2 separate regions of the Ovis aries genome follow, and region 2 is linked to region 1. The links are chromatin contacts, called in public Hi-C maps. All regions are on one chromosome and are shown on one strand. The core of a region is the stretch at or near the end of the contact, and the rest is flanking DNA. Distances in the headings are between cores, read along the strand shown. Region 1 holds the start of ABCA1 (ATP binding cassette subfamily A member 1). Region 2 overlaps ABCA1 (ATP binding cassette subfamily A member 1).

Region 1 (7,468 bases), core at 1,918-4,417:
TATGATAATTTCCACATGCAGATATGAAGAAGGTTTCAGTTTTAGTGTAAGCCCTCCTCCAGAACAGTTAAATTAAAACAAATTTTCAGCAAGATCTTTAAAATTTGATATGGAGGTAATTAACCATAAAGAGCATTAAATTTCCATTATTTCTTTACCATCTAGATAGTAAATAAAAATGTATTTGGAATTTAGAGTATTTTAGAAATGCTAAAATGACATGTCTATCAGAATTTTCTAGACTGTCAGAAGTTCAGGAATTAAGGAAGGGGTTATTAAGGAATCTAAGGCAATGTCCATTTAATTTTTTAGGAGCTGAAAATAAAAATAGCAAAGGTATTAACAATTTACAATCATGCGGGATATAGCATAAGCAACTTAGCTTATGGGAAGGAAGATCCCCTAAAAAAAATTTAAACGAAAAATATTACAACTTCTCTGCATACAAGATAAATACTACAGAAGATAAAAAACTGTGTCAGTGAGTTTTATTTGGTTTCATTCATTTTTAATAATGTAATCATTAAGAGCAGAGGTTGGAAACAATCAAACCCTAATCACCCTTTTCCAATCTAAGCTAGTCTCACATGAACTGTAAATATGCCCTAAGTCAAGAGGTATCCAGGGTTCATTATAGGCCTCTATGTAGATGTAAATTGAGAGCTGAGATTTTAAACGCTCATCTGAAGGGGAGACACATATCACAAGCGTCCATTTCACAATCAGATACATCATTCTGGAACAACAGGCTGGTCCCTGCAAGGGGGCTCAAGAATCACTCTGACTGCAGTAGCAATTCTTACCCCTTGAACTGTGGTCATCCAAGGCTGTCACTCCAATTCTACCGCTTCTTGCTCTGTGTATCTAATGTTTTCCCAAAACTCTATCATGAATTAACTTAAAGCATAAAGCATTAAAGCTCCTATAAAAGGAGCATTTGGGAATGGATACATGTATGTGTGACTAAGTTCCTTTGTTGTCACCTGAAACTATCAAATATTGTTAATCAGTTATACTTTAATGTAAAATTAAAAGTTAAAAAAAAAAAACACACAAACAAGGAGTACTTGGGGAATAGGCTGACAAGGAAGACTTTGTACTTGAAAATTATTTACCATCAGAAGAGGTTCTACTCCAGAACCTTCTCCCTTTGCTCTCACACTTTCCTTGATTTAGGATAAGTGTCTCAAAGAGAATGACAAGAACAACAGAAAGCCTCCATTAATTTCGTAGTAAGTATGAGGAAAATGGGCTGAAATAAAAGGGGAGATAAAAAACTAAGTACTTCTTTAGGTGTGTTTTAAATTTTGTCTGAAAAGATCGAAACTTAGGTTTGGGTCCCACACTATTGTTTAAAGGGCCATTAAAACTCTGCTTTTGAACTTGCAAATTTTTATGAGGTGTTCTTTGATGGGAGGTGGGAATCGGTCCTTAGGAAGTGACTTGCTGATTTTTATCACCAAGGAATTTTTTAAATATCAAATTTATCGTCTATTATATGAATGTATATACCACGCACTCACTTCCTTGTTTCACTGAAAAGTTCTGGTTTTAAAAGCTGATGGTATCGCTTTTGCAAAAGACAAAGGCCAATTATTTCCAGGGCTACATTTCTTTCTCTCCCTTTTTCCTTCTCTCCCTGTTTTCTTTTATCTTGTTTATTCCCTTCTTTTCGATGAGTGCTGAAAAACAAGCACCTACACACAATACTGGCCCACGCACACCCCAAGAACCTTCCATTTAGCAACTCTCTGGGAGTTGGGAAGCAATCTAAAACACAAGCAGAAGCACTTTCGCCTGATCCCCAGGTTTCCTCCCAGTCTACAATCACCCGTCTTCCTTGGATCTCGGTCGGAACCATAGCAGGCGACAAAGCCTCTTGCAGCCTGGCCTCACTCGGGCCAAGGAGCCGATTCCCAGGCCACCCGGCCAGGAGGCGCTGTGGATCAGTTCCCCCCGTGGCCACCGGCAGCCGGCGCTCAGCCCTCCCTCCCCCCACCACGAAGCACAGCCCGCCCGCGGAGCTGCGAGCTCTGCACCGCCTGCCGGGGTTACTCTCGGTCATTCTGCTGCACCGTCTCGCCCTAGCTTCCCCATCCATGCCCTCCCTGAAGCTGCTCCAAGAGACACTCAGCAAAGGGCAGGAAGATGGGGGGAAGGGGGGGCAGGGGAATGGTCACCTCAGCTCCAGGTTTCCGCAGGGACCCTTCTAACGTTTGTTAAAGAAACAAAACTCTCGTCCCTCCGCCCCGCCCGTCTCCCCTACCCCCATCCCCAGCCTCCCACAGCGTCAGAGGCAGCACCTCCTGGAAGCGTATGGAGACTATGGAACAGGAACCCCCTGATCAAACAAAGCCCCCGAGGCCTCAAAAGAGCACTAGCGCTAAGGACTCTGTTTGGGACACCTCCCAGTCGCATTCTTGGTGAGCCAGAAAGCGCTGCTCCAGTCCAGGGGCGCGGGGGACCTATCCCCAGATCAGAGCCCAACCCGGACTAGCGCCTTACGAACAGAGGGGATTCTGACGGCTGGCATTTTTCCCGGTGGGCGCCGGCCGAGCCGCAGCCAGAGAGGGTTCCAACCGGCTCAGGCGCTTCCAAACAAAGGGAATAGCTCAGTGCCAGACCTCCCATTCTCCCTACTCCGGCAGCAGCGCCTCCAGCACCACCAGGAGCCCCCCGATTCCACTGCGCCCCAGCTACTGCGCTCGGGTCTCCGCGCGCCCAGAGATGCTCCCCGAGCTCCACCGCGGGCGAACCCTGAGCGCAGCGATGTCGCGTCTTTGGGTCGCCAGAGCTCCTCCTAGGACGTCCTCTCCACATTTACGAGCCCGTTTGTGCTGCAGGAGGTGGGGATGTGGGGGTTCGGACTAAAGTCCCCGACACCCAGAGCTTCCCAAAGTCCCCTCGGCCCGAAACGAAACAATAACGTCCAAGTCGCTGAAGAGACTCTTACCTGTTTTCCACTTTTGTGTTTGTGGTTCTTTCCCCAACCCCTTGAAAAACCCTTCGGAAAAGAAGGGGGGTAAAGGGAGCAAAGCGCCCCGAGAAATTGGCTGTGGCGGCGCTGGTTGCACGGCGCCCCCTGTTCTGCCCACCTGCGCCGGGGTAGAGAGGTGTCGGCGCGTCCCTGCCGGCCCCGGCAGCACTCACTCTGCCTCGGAATTACCGGGGTTTTGCCGCGACTAGTTCCTTTTATAGATTCGGCGGCGCTGAGCGCTGGGGTTACTATCGGTCAAAGCCTGTTCTCTCCCTCCTTCCCCGCCCCCTTCCCGGCCTCTGTTTATGTAGTTCAGTCACTCAGCAGAAAGCACGTGGAGCCGCGTCCCGCCCCTTAAACGGGCGACGTCCGGCGGCGCGCGGGGCTGGGGGCGGAGTGCAGCCGGCCTACCCCCGCCGTAGGTCCGCGCCGCTCGGCCCAGCCCGGCCCGCCAGCGCAGGAACAGGGGCAAACGGCGGTCTTGGGACTGTGCCCTCCAGAGACTCTAGTCCAGGTTCAGGGCAGCCAACAGCACGAGTGAAAATCGCTTTCTCTAAACTAGTTCTTTCAGCAACTTTTGTTTCCTTTGTTAATTTACTCAGCTGGAGGGACTTGGGGGCGGAGAGAGGAGAGGAAAGGGGAAGAGAAAGCTAGGCTAAAACCCCTAAGGATGCCAACCCTTTAGTCTTTTTTTTCCTTTAAATGCCCAGAGTGGGGAGAAGATGGACAGTCCTCTGTTCAACTGGCTGGTTTTGTTTTCCACCGCAAACCCTGACTTTGGAATTCAAGAGCCTTTGGGGTTCCCAATTTGGGGCCTCCCAAGTCCCAGGAGGACCCCTGAAAACTGTCTTGCTCCTTCCCTTAGCAAACTGGGAGAAGGAGGCCACAGAAAACCCAGCATTGTGGACTAATTTCCTTTTTATTTTCACCATGTCAGTCAGCAGTAATAGATAAATACACGTGGGCTTGTATTTTGGTTTCTACAGATTTGCAAAGTACCACTAGAGAATCGCAGTCTTGGAAAATCACATAACCATCCAATTCTCCAGCTTCTTCCTCTGGCTTTGGCCTTGACAGTCAAGAGCAAGAGGGCCCGAAACATCTGAGGAACAGAAGCAAGTGTACAAAGGGAGCCCACATACTTTAACTCTCAATATTTAACTCATAAATAAAGCTAACAAACTGTAAAATAAGTTCCTCCTACTTGACAGAGATACCTTTGGAGCAACTGGGAAGGGTGGATTCACGACCAGACTTGCTTTGACTTGAGTTTTGACAAGAAAGTGGTAGAGCAGGAGAGCAGGCTCCTGGACAACTTTGCTTCCCATCCTCAGCTCTGTCATATTCCAGAAGAACCTGCAGGTGTGTGTCTGGAGCCCCAGCTGCACAAGCCCCTCCAGACCATGATTTGAATACAGGCCCACATGTCAGTGGTTCTGTCAACACTAAGGATGGATCCAGTTAGGAGGCCCATGCAGGCCCTGGAAGAGCACTTAAGGGCCTTAGGACAATTCTGGGGTCTCAGCTACTCATAACTTGGTGACTTGGCCCCTGGGTCCTGTGGACCATTCATCCTTAGGGAGGGATGAAGTTTGAGGTGGGCCAGAGTCAAACTTCTGAAGCCCAGGGCCCACAAAAGGAGACCCTGGTCCCTAGGTTCCAGGGTCAAATCTGACAACCACATAATCCACTAACTTTCTGCCTCCGTTTCTTTATCCACAAAAGAGACTATATATATGCTCTCCCTGACTCACTGAGGTTTTCTGAAAGTAAATTTTGTTCATTTGAGCTCCTGGGAAGAATGGCTCTGTAAAATTAAGAGCCTGTTGATAGCCACCTATTAATGTCATTTTCTGGTACCAACCATGGCCTATAAAGAATTTTCCATGCCAAAATTTTAAAATTCCAAGTCTAGCAGAGTTCAAAGTAATCTCTCTGACCTGTAGATATAAAGGAAAGTTCCTGGAGGAGGTGTTATGACTCCAAGTGTGATTTGTGGAAGTGATTATGACTCTGACTCTCCATCCCCTGCCCCACCCCACCCCACCATCCACCTATAAAACAGTGCTTAAAATCCCACCACCAAAATCATTCTTTCTGAAACTGAAGGCTACAGTTTCCAAGAGCACCATACTTAAGTAACCCCTCAGATTGTTCTCCTGGGGAATGAGTGACAGTAAGTCCTGTACACATGAGACAAGGATAGTCTGTTGGAGAAAGGAGATGAGGCCAAGAAGGAGATGAAAGCACCAGAGAAGACAGCCATTGATTCTAAATACAAAGGTCTGTGGCCCCAAAGTCAAATGTAATCATTTCTAACTGAGAATAACCTATGGTATCAAGAATCTGCTCTTCTCAGCACACACTGTAATGTCTGAAATAAGCTTATCAGTTGTGTTCATTTCTACCAGTAAAAGAGCCTAAATCCCCAAAGAGACTAAATGATTTGACCAAGGGACACAAGCACCTAATTCTGCCTTCATCAAGCCCACACTTTGTGAGTATGACAGGTTCATATGAAAAAAAAAAAAAATACTGAATTTCAAAAGTTAGAGGTTAAAAGAATGTGTCCCTTGAGAGAGTATAAAAGTGTGAATTTCTCTCCCTCAAATGTCACAGGTTGATTTGTTCCTGAGTATGCTTCAGTAAGCTTCCCCCCAAGTCCTTCTGTTCCTGCTAACACTGACACCAACACTCCAGGTCTCCACCCTAGGTGACTCTTTCCAAACAAGCAGAATGGCCCTTCTTTGTTGCTGTCTCCGGAGAAGCTGATTCTGTCAGTGCAGCCTGAGTGTCTTGAAGTTCTACTCTGAGATGACCCTGGCATCTTCTAATTACAAAATTCAGGTAGCTGTGGCCTTAGAGACCCTGGTAGAGGCCATGGCTCTACTGATTATCATTATATTGAGACCTTTTAAATTAGGAATTACCCAAAAGGCTTTGCTTGGAAATTGCTTTGATATATAACACTCTATAGCTGGTTCACATAAATGTGCTTAGTCACTCAGTCATGTCCAACTCTTCGCAAACCCCATGGCCTGTAACCTGCCGGGCTCCTCTGTCCATTGGGATTCTCGAGGAAGGACTACTGGAGTGGGTTGCTATGCCCTTCTCCAGGGGATCTTCCCAACCCAGGGATCGAACCCAGGTCTCCCACATTGCAGGAGGATTCTTTACCAGCTGAGCTACTAGGGAAGCCCCCACATAAATGTACACGTACAAATTATTTAAAATATAAATTATTTTCACCACACATGTATTTTTGGTATGCATACCATGCTTTTTGATTCCTGGAAACTCTGGGAGAAAAAAAGAGTATTATAGGAAGTCAATGAAGAATAAAACAGAAAGTATTCTAAAAATAATTTCCTTAGCAGAACTTGTTACAATTAAGAAGACCTGATAGCTGGGCTTTTTGAGAATTCCTGAAGAACGACAGGTGTCTCAAAATTAACGAAGAAAAAAAGACAATTCTTCTTTTATGTAAAGTGGAATTAAAGGACCTACAGTTCATATTTGAGTCAGTTTAATTCCAATACATGGTTAGAAACAAATTTTCAAGCTAAAGATAGTTTAAAAAAAAAGAAAAAGGGAATCACCATTATTTGTGAAGTAAACCAGGTATTGCATAAGCTTTCAATATTACAAGTGCAATATAATCAGACCAGTGCAATCCCCTTCTTTATTAATGTGACTCTTATTGACACATGCAAGATTCAAAACCATTACTGCTTCTGGTCCTGAGTTTGTTCTGCTTGTCATTGAGATGAACCTGTTAGTTTGGATTATAGAGAGATATATTCCCCTGATTTACCGGTTGATCAATGAACTATAATTCTTTTTAAAAGCCATCCTTCTAACCTTTCTCCCTTCAAGCTCTCCTGCTTTTAAGAGCCAAACTGCTGAGAAAATCTCTTCTGTAATCCCTCTGTTTTATTCAGTCTCCAGCCCATTTCAGGCAAACTCTGGCCCCCACCACTTTCCAGATCAATTAATGACTTTCTCAAAAAGAGACAGAGCAGTATATGTGCTTTCATTCTTATCACTATAAAGTATTTTCATGTAGAAAAATAGAAAATATCTCAAGCACAGAAAGACCACTGATTGGGTAGCACTGATGACCTCCTTTAAGTCCCTGGGCTACCTGATCTCTGGTATTCAACACTACTGACCACATCTTCCTTCCTGAATCTAGTTCTCTTGAATTCCCTGAATCTGGTTCTCTTCTGACTCTCCTGCCTCTTTCATAACTCTTTCCCTGACTTTCTCTATCCTATATAATGTCTCCCAATACTGGTTTTCTCTCTCTTTTTTTGTTAACACAATCCACTCCCTTGGCTTCAGGTAAGCTGAGTATCCCCAGCTCTCACCTCCTTGCTGTGCTCCAGGACGGTGCCCCCCCATACAGCGTGGAGCATCCAGCAAGACCAGTGGTGTGCTCATTCCAGCTCATAATTGCTGACTGTGTATGTATATCTTTCCCCAACTCTG
Region 2 (6,618 bases), core at 2,951-5,450, 51 kb before region 1:
ACTTAATGGAAAAGACAGTCACTTACTTGGCCATTTAACTCTTTCTACGTGAGCTGACATGACCTCGATTTTCCTATCTGTAATGTGTGGGTTATAGAAGATCTTAGGGATTGTCTTATTGTTGGTACTAAAAAGTACACTTGGGATTAAGCTAAATCGGCATTGGACTTGGCATTAGAATATCTGAATTCAGGTCCCAGCTCAGCTGTTTCCTAACTGTGCAATTGTGAACCTCACTTTTCTCCGTTTCTGAATCTCTCTGGGTCTCAGTTTCCTTAGATGTAAGATGCGCTAGTAACATTCATAGGTTGTTGTGAAAACAAAGATCAAGAAAGTGAAAGTAGTCTTTTGGAGGGAAAGAGCCTCAGGAGTTTACAAGGGTAACTGAGAGGCTATAAACACTGTCACAGAATATGGTCATCAGGGAACTGGACCGGTCACTAAATTAAACATGGGTCCCTGCTGCCCGAAGAGAAGATTGAAAGTCACCATCCAGCAAAAGGCCCCAAGAGTTCTCCTGTTGCCATAACTCCAATGTGGACCAAAATACTTGATCAGCTGAAATCAGCCTCCTTGGTTTTGCCTGGAGAAGCCAGCAGCGGTCTGTCCTTTTCCAGAGAGCTTTGCTTTGTATGCAGGGAGGTAGGGCAAAGAAAAGGAGGGGAAAAAAAAAAAAGAAAGAAAGAAACCAATTCAGGAGCTTGGAGTCCAAAGAACAAAACAAGTGAAATGTGTGTTTGTGGGCTGAGGACAAACAGAACAGAATCCTCAGTTCCTTGCCAGTCCTCAGGGCCGGGCCTCTCTGAGCAGGCTAAGGAAACACTTTCATGGCAGGGGAGAAGGGTGTGGCGGGGAGGATCACTGCACCAGGGGGATACATGGGGTGGATGTGGGGGGATGCTCTCAGGGCCACTTAGCGTTCCTTCTGCTTCTTCCCAGCCTGCCTGAGCACAGCGGAGAAGCAGCGAGGAGGCAGGGCAGCAGCCCAGGAAGGCGGAGGAGGGCAGTCCTCAGCAGAGCCTGCAGTGGGGTTACTCCCGGTCAGTGCCCTCCTGTCCCCGGCTCCAGTTACAAGATCGCTGTAGTCTCTTTTGTTTAACATGAAAAGGAACCACAGCGATCAGCTGCTTGAGAAGTGGGTGGAAGAGGCAAATAAAAAAAAAAAAAAAGAGAGAGAGAGAAGAGAGAAGTAGAGAAAGATCATGTCAGCTTCCAACACCCAGATATTCTTCTTAAAAGGACCCAAGAAGGGTCTCCCAGCCCTGACCCTATTCCAGGGGCAACGGCCTAGAGAAACTGTGGCCAGATTCTCACTCCTGGCTTTACTCGGCTTAAGCAGGACCTTGTATAAACATGACTGGGAAACATCTCTCCGCCAGAAAAGAGCTAGGAACAAACATACTCAGGTGTCTTCTAGGGTAGTTTTTGTTGTTTCAGGGTTTTTCTGATGCTAGGGCTCCACTTTCTTCTTCAAGGATAGCTCCTGCCTACTTCACTGAGATAGCTGGACCCTCCTCAGGAAAACCAGGGCTTCCCTGGGAAGTTCAGGATTCTGGAGAAGGGGGTAAGACAGGGTGACCTGGCTGCTCCCTGGGGTGACTCCTTAGAGCAGATTAGAGGAGGCTGGGAGCCGGGGTGCACACAGCTTCGGGAACTCCTGCTGTTCATCTGGGCCAGGGTTCCCAATCCAGAAGTTTCCTTCTCTACAGTGAGGGCTTGCCAAGGATACTGATACACTCTTGAAAGATTCCAAGTTCTAGAGTCTGGCTAACTTGGTTCCTATCTCAGTTTCAGAATTTTCCAGTTACAGGCCCTTGGAGGCTTAAATTCTCCAACCCTACATTCTTCTGTAAATGGAGATAGCTATACTAGGGGGTGGATTAGGTAAACAGTAATGACAGTATAGAATGCCCTGAATACTGACTCACACATACTGGAAGAGAATATTTGTTGTTGTTCAGTTGCTCAGTCATATCCAACTCTCTGTGACCCCATGGACTGCAACAAGCCAGGCTTCCCTGTCCTTCACTATCTACTGGAATTTGCCCAAACAGAAAATACAAGTGGAGAAATTAAACAAGTTCAAAACAAAACAAATGTTGATAAGGTCTTAGCTGACACAAGTGAAGAGTTCCTTAGAGAAACTACAATATTTAGGGTTGTGCTTCCTGATCTTTTATGGCAAGTCCTGGGGAAGCCAGAGTCTTCTGAGACCCACGGGACCATCACAGCTCCAGGAACTACATAGTCCTTATTCTACATAGAACGGAATTTGATTAATTTGATTAATTAATTAATCAACAAATTTCTAAACAGCTACTGAAGTCAAAACACTAGAGCTGTAGTTCCAAGTAGTAATATTTCTCAGGGCTCCTTGAAGGCAGGAATCTGTAATAAAAAGAGATGCTGTACAAAGACAGGATCCTTGCCCTTGCCTTCTGAGAGGACAGGGACAGAAGGTCAGGGGAACAGAGCTGTGAACTTCCCAGCCCACTCTGCCACTCCGGAATCGGTCAACACTGAAATCAGGGGGTGGGAAGAGACCTGACACATCTCTCCTGGACCCGTCTGCTAAGGCAACGGCATACCTGTCTCACTGAGAAGTGGACACGGTGGAAGATGTGTTCCAGGAGCCCCTGGAACAAGGATTCATGACAGCTGATAAGAAGCTGAACGGTAAGCAGGCCCCCAAACAGCCAGTGGAGACTGTGGCCCCAGAGGGACAGAGTGGGTGAGCCGGTCACACTGGTCAGGAGCACTGTAAACGCAGTGGGCATGGGAGGTACAGTCAGGCTGTCTTGGGAGGCCCAGAAGGAAAAGAAAGATAACACTGGGGAGGTAGCATTAGCCCCAGGGAGTTCTGGACCTAAAGAGAAAGAGAAGAAGAGACAAGAAGCCATCATCAGACAAAGCAAAAAAAAAACAACAACAACAACTGTGTGGAGGCAGGCCCCTTTGAAGGCCAGGGAGGTAGAAAGGAGGCGGGGGGATGCCCGGAAAAGGCAAGGAACAGAGAGAAGGTGAGATCAAAATAGGAGGAAACAGAGACCAGAAACAGAAAGACCAAATCAAACAGAATGGGCCAACAGCAAATGATCTGGGAAGAAAGAGAAGAGTTGGAAGAATTCAGGTGTTCTGCCTAAAAATGTGGCCAGAGGCTCTTAGCACCATGAGTTAGGGATCAGAATCAGCCTGCAGGGCCCTGAGAAGCCAGGGAACAGGGGAAAGGAAGATAAGTTTATGAATTAGGGGCTGAGAATGGGTTCTTTCCAGGCCTGGATTAGGAAGAATTGTTCATATATAACGTATAAATTGCTTAAGTTTCTCCTATTTTTAAAATTAATAACACGTCTTAAGGGACATGGTAGTGCTTTGTTGGCAGAGGAAGGGGATCAACATGTGCCGAGCATCAGACACTTATATGTTTTATTTTCTACAATCCTTAAAACAAGCTTATGGGAAAAGTATTATTTTTTCCATTTTTCAAATAAGGAAACAGATCCAGAGATGTTAACATCCTGCTCAAGGCCACAGAGCAAGCAAGTGGTAAATTTGAACCCAATCAGCTCTGGCTTATAAACCCTTGCTCTCTCAACTATATAGGAACTAAGTAAATCATTTTATTCTTTTAAAATGCTTTATAATGATTTTGCCATCAAAAGCTGGCCATGCTACTCGTGGAATAAGGCAATGTGGCAACATGAGATAGTGCAAAGATGCTGAACCTGGAGATCAGACAGACACTGATTCAATTCACAGCTTTACTCAGTCACCTTGGGCAAAAGACATAACCTGTGAGTCTCAGTTTCCTCACCAATAAAATGGGGATAATAATACCAAGGCGTTGTACGACTTGAATGTAATAACATATTTAAATGTAAAGTGGCATCATTACCTGGTACAACTCAGTCTGTTGGGCAAAGTGTCACTCTAAGATCGCCCTTCTATATCTAAACGCAACAGTGATGAGACCGCCAGAAATGGAAAGATTTCAAGGAGAAACAAACTGGAGTTCCATATTGCTCTTTGCCACCCACAGGGTAAATAAATCTCATACTGGAAAAGCAAGAGACATGAAACACTATTCTTGAGGTTAACAATCCGAACTCTCTAAAGTAGTCTGATACCGTGTGGTACATGCCGTCCAGTAGTCAAGTACAATTGGGCTTTCTATTCTTGTCTGGGCAGAGCTGACCTTTGATTCAATTTAGTTTGAGCAATATTTCCATACAGCAGTACCGCGCTTCATTCCCCTAATGGCAGCCCGAGCTGGGGCCAGACCCTGCCTTGGATGGAAACCAACAGGCTGGGTTTTGAGACACTGCCTGGCTTTGACAGGTCTGGGGAACTTCCACACTGTGAAACTCTAAGGTCTCAAGTCAGAACTTCTGATAAGTGCATACGGACATGAACCGCAATCAGCCAAAAATTTCAAGGATTTCCAGTTTGATGATATAATGTTGACACACGGGTCATCTGATCTCCCAAGATGACCCATGAGGGGCCCCACAAAGACAGAAAACAAAGTTTGAGGCTGCAGCCTCAACTTCAGCAGCTGCTCATATGGAAGGAAAGGGGTCAGGCAGGGAAGGAGAAGTGGCTGTGAGTCACAGGATGTTCTTTCTACACGGGCCTTGGGGAACGTTCCACCCATGTCTATTACCATGAAGCCAGGAAGAGGAGGAAGTCTGGCATTTCTCTCGGAAGCCTTCTTGTCTCCGCTCTGATCCCAGTCCATCCATGCCCAGTATCCTGTGACCTGAGAAGTTTTTCTGGCTACCCTTGGCTGCTCTCTATAGACTGTAATAACGTACTAGCAGAGAGTCAAAGTCTGGAGTTCTAGTCCTCTTCCTGCCCTTTGCCAGCTGTGTTTCCTTAGGCAGATAACTTAGCCTCTCTGAACTTCAGCTCCATTGCGTACACAAAGAGGAACAAAATTCCCGATCTCACATGATGGTCATACAATGAACTGAAGTATAAATGAGGTGCTTATGATGTGCCAAATATTGTGCTAAATGCTTTATGCTTATTAATGCTCATGATTCCCCATGATAGACCTAAGAGAGGACTGTTAACTCCATTTGAGAAAACTGAGACACAAAGACACAGAATTATCCAAGGTCACACAGTCACTAAGCAGCAAGGCGGGATCTGGCCCAAGGCAGTCTGGCTGCCAAGTGGATGTTTACAAGATGATAATTTTACAACCTCCTTCCCTCAACTCCCTGCCACAGCCAGCTACCTTGCCATGTCACTAAAGCTTGTCCTGCCGTCAGGGGATCAGGTCTTTCTGACTTTCAAAGAGTAAAGTAGAATTAAAGGTCCATGCAGTGAGTTTTCAATATTACCTGTAAACCCAACAGCCAGAAAGTTATGATCCATTTCCCTAAGTAAACTCCAGCATAACCCTCAGGACTTATTTCACAAAACTCTTGGTCAGAGCCACATCAAAAAGGCCAAACAAGCCAGATTTGTAACATGAATACATAGCAAATAACAGCCAGACCACTGACACTCAAAAGTCTTGCTGAAGGGATGGACAAAAGCCAGGTCAGGATCAGTGCTGCCTCAGGCCTCGCCTTCAGTCCTTCCCTCTTCTGACCCTTGACCTCAACAATATGGGATGTCTTCCAAAGGGACATCTCCAGTGCAGCGACAAAGTGCCCAAAGTTCTTCCTTGCTCTTCTTTCCCGGCAAAGCTCTCATGAGCTTCAGAGGATGCTGCGTTCTCGAGAGAAGGCATTACAGAAGCCCTTGATTCAGGAGCTGTGGGAAGCCAGTTGTAAACCTAGTCCTCATCAGGGGAAGCTGAGTTAAGGCACCCAGCTTCATGGAGCACTGTTCTCACGGGAAGTGCCATTCACACAGACTGCGGTATACATGGCATCCTCGGAAATGTGTGACCAGGCAGCCTAAGTAAAGCCTGAAAGACCTCCCTCAACTGTCCCCACCTACCTCAGCGCCCAATTCAGCAGGTCCAGAAAAATGATCTTCTGAAGTCCCCCAAAGCACCTACTGAGTGAGTGACTGAAAGTGCTCAGTCGTGTCTGACTCTTTGCAATCCCATGGACTATACAGTCCATGGAATTCTCTAGGCCAGAACACTGGAGAGGGTAGCCTTTCCCTTCTCCAGGGGATCTTCCCAACCCAGGGATTGAACCCAGGTCTCCCACATTGCAGGTGGATTCTTCACCAGCTGAGCCACAAAGGAAGCCCTAGTACCTACTGGGCTTCTGTTAAAAGGACTGCTGTGGCTATAATGTGAGACAGGGCCAGACCCATAGAGACCTAAAATCTTGGCTGAGAATGAAAGCTGCTGAGTCCCATGCACAGAGGAGATTGGGGATCTAGCCCTCCAGCTTACAGGACAGAAGCCAGAGCCTTGTCCACTGTGCCAGGCCACAGCGGATAACGATAGAGAAACGACAGTGCCTCCTCAAGCCAAGAAGGAGAAGACTCTTGAGAGTTCCTTGGACTGCAAGGAGATCAAACCAGTCAATCCTAAAGGAAATCAACCCTGAATATTCATTGGAAGGACTGATGCTGAAGCTGAAGCTCCAATACTTTGGCCACCTGATGTAAAGAACTGACTCATTAGAAAAGACCCTGATGCTGGCA

Evidence for each region. Hi-C and Micro-C count contacts between places; a contact is called where the count stands out from the background.
Region 2: a Hi-C map of muscle shows a contact between it and region 1, with 2.3 times the contacts expected there. The contact joins the enhancer-like site here to the promoter of ABCA1 in region 1. A contact is called at or near these places in 5 of 16 Hi-C or Micro-C datasets (hypothalamus, mesenteric adipose tissue, muscle and 2 more).

The regions. Positions count from the first base shown.
Region 1 is chr2:18,098,014-18,105,481 of ARS-UI_Ramb_v3.0, reverse strand. ABCA1 (ATP binding cassette subfamily A member 1) reads right to left here and starts at 3,167. Exons shown (of 52, transcript XM_060409002.1): 1 at 3,096-3,167.
Region 2 is chr2:18,150,748-18,157,365 of ARS-UI_Ramb_v3.0, reverse strand. All of the region lies in intron 7 of ABCA1 (ATP binding cassette subfamily A member 1), which reads right to left. Among named protein-coding and RNA genes, the nearest start is that of ABCA1, 52 kb to the right of the region's middle. Within about 2 kb of position 4,200, at least 10 of the 54 cell types and tissues checked have an H3K27ac peak or open chromatin away from gene starts, as enhancers often do. A contact at or near this core is called in muscle and tail adipose tissue, where this site is marked.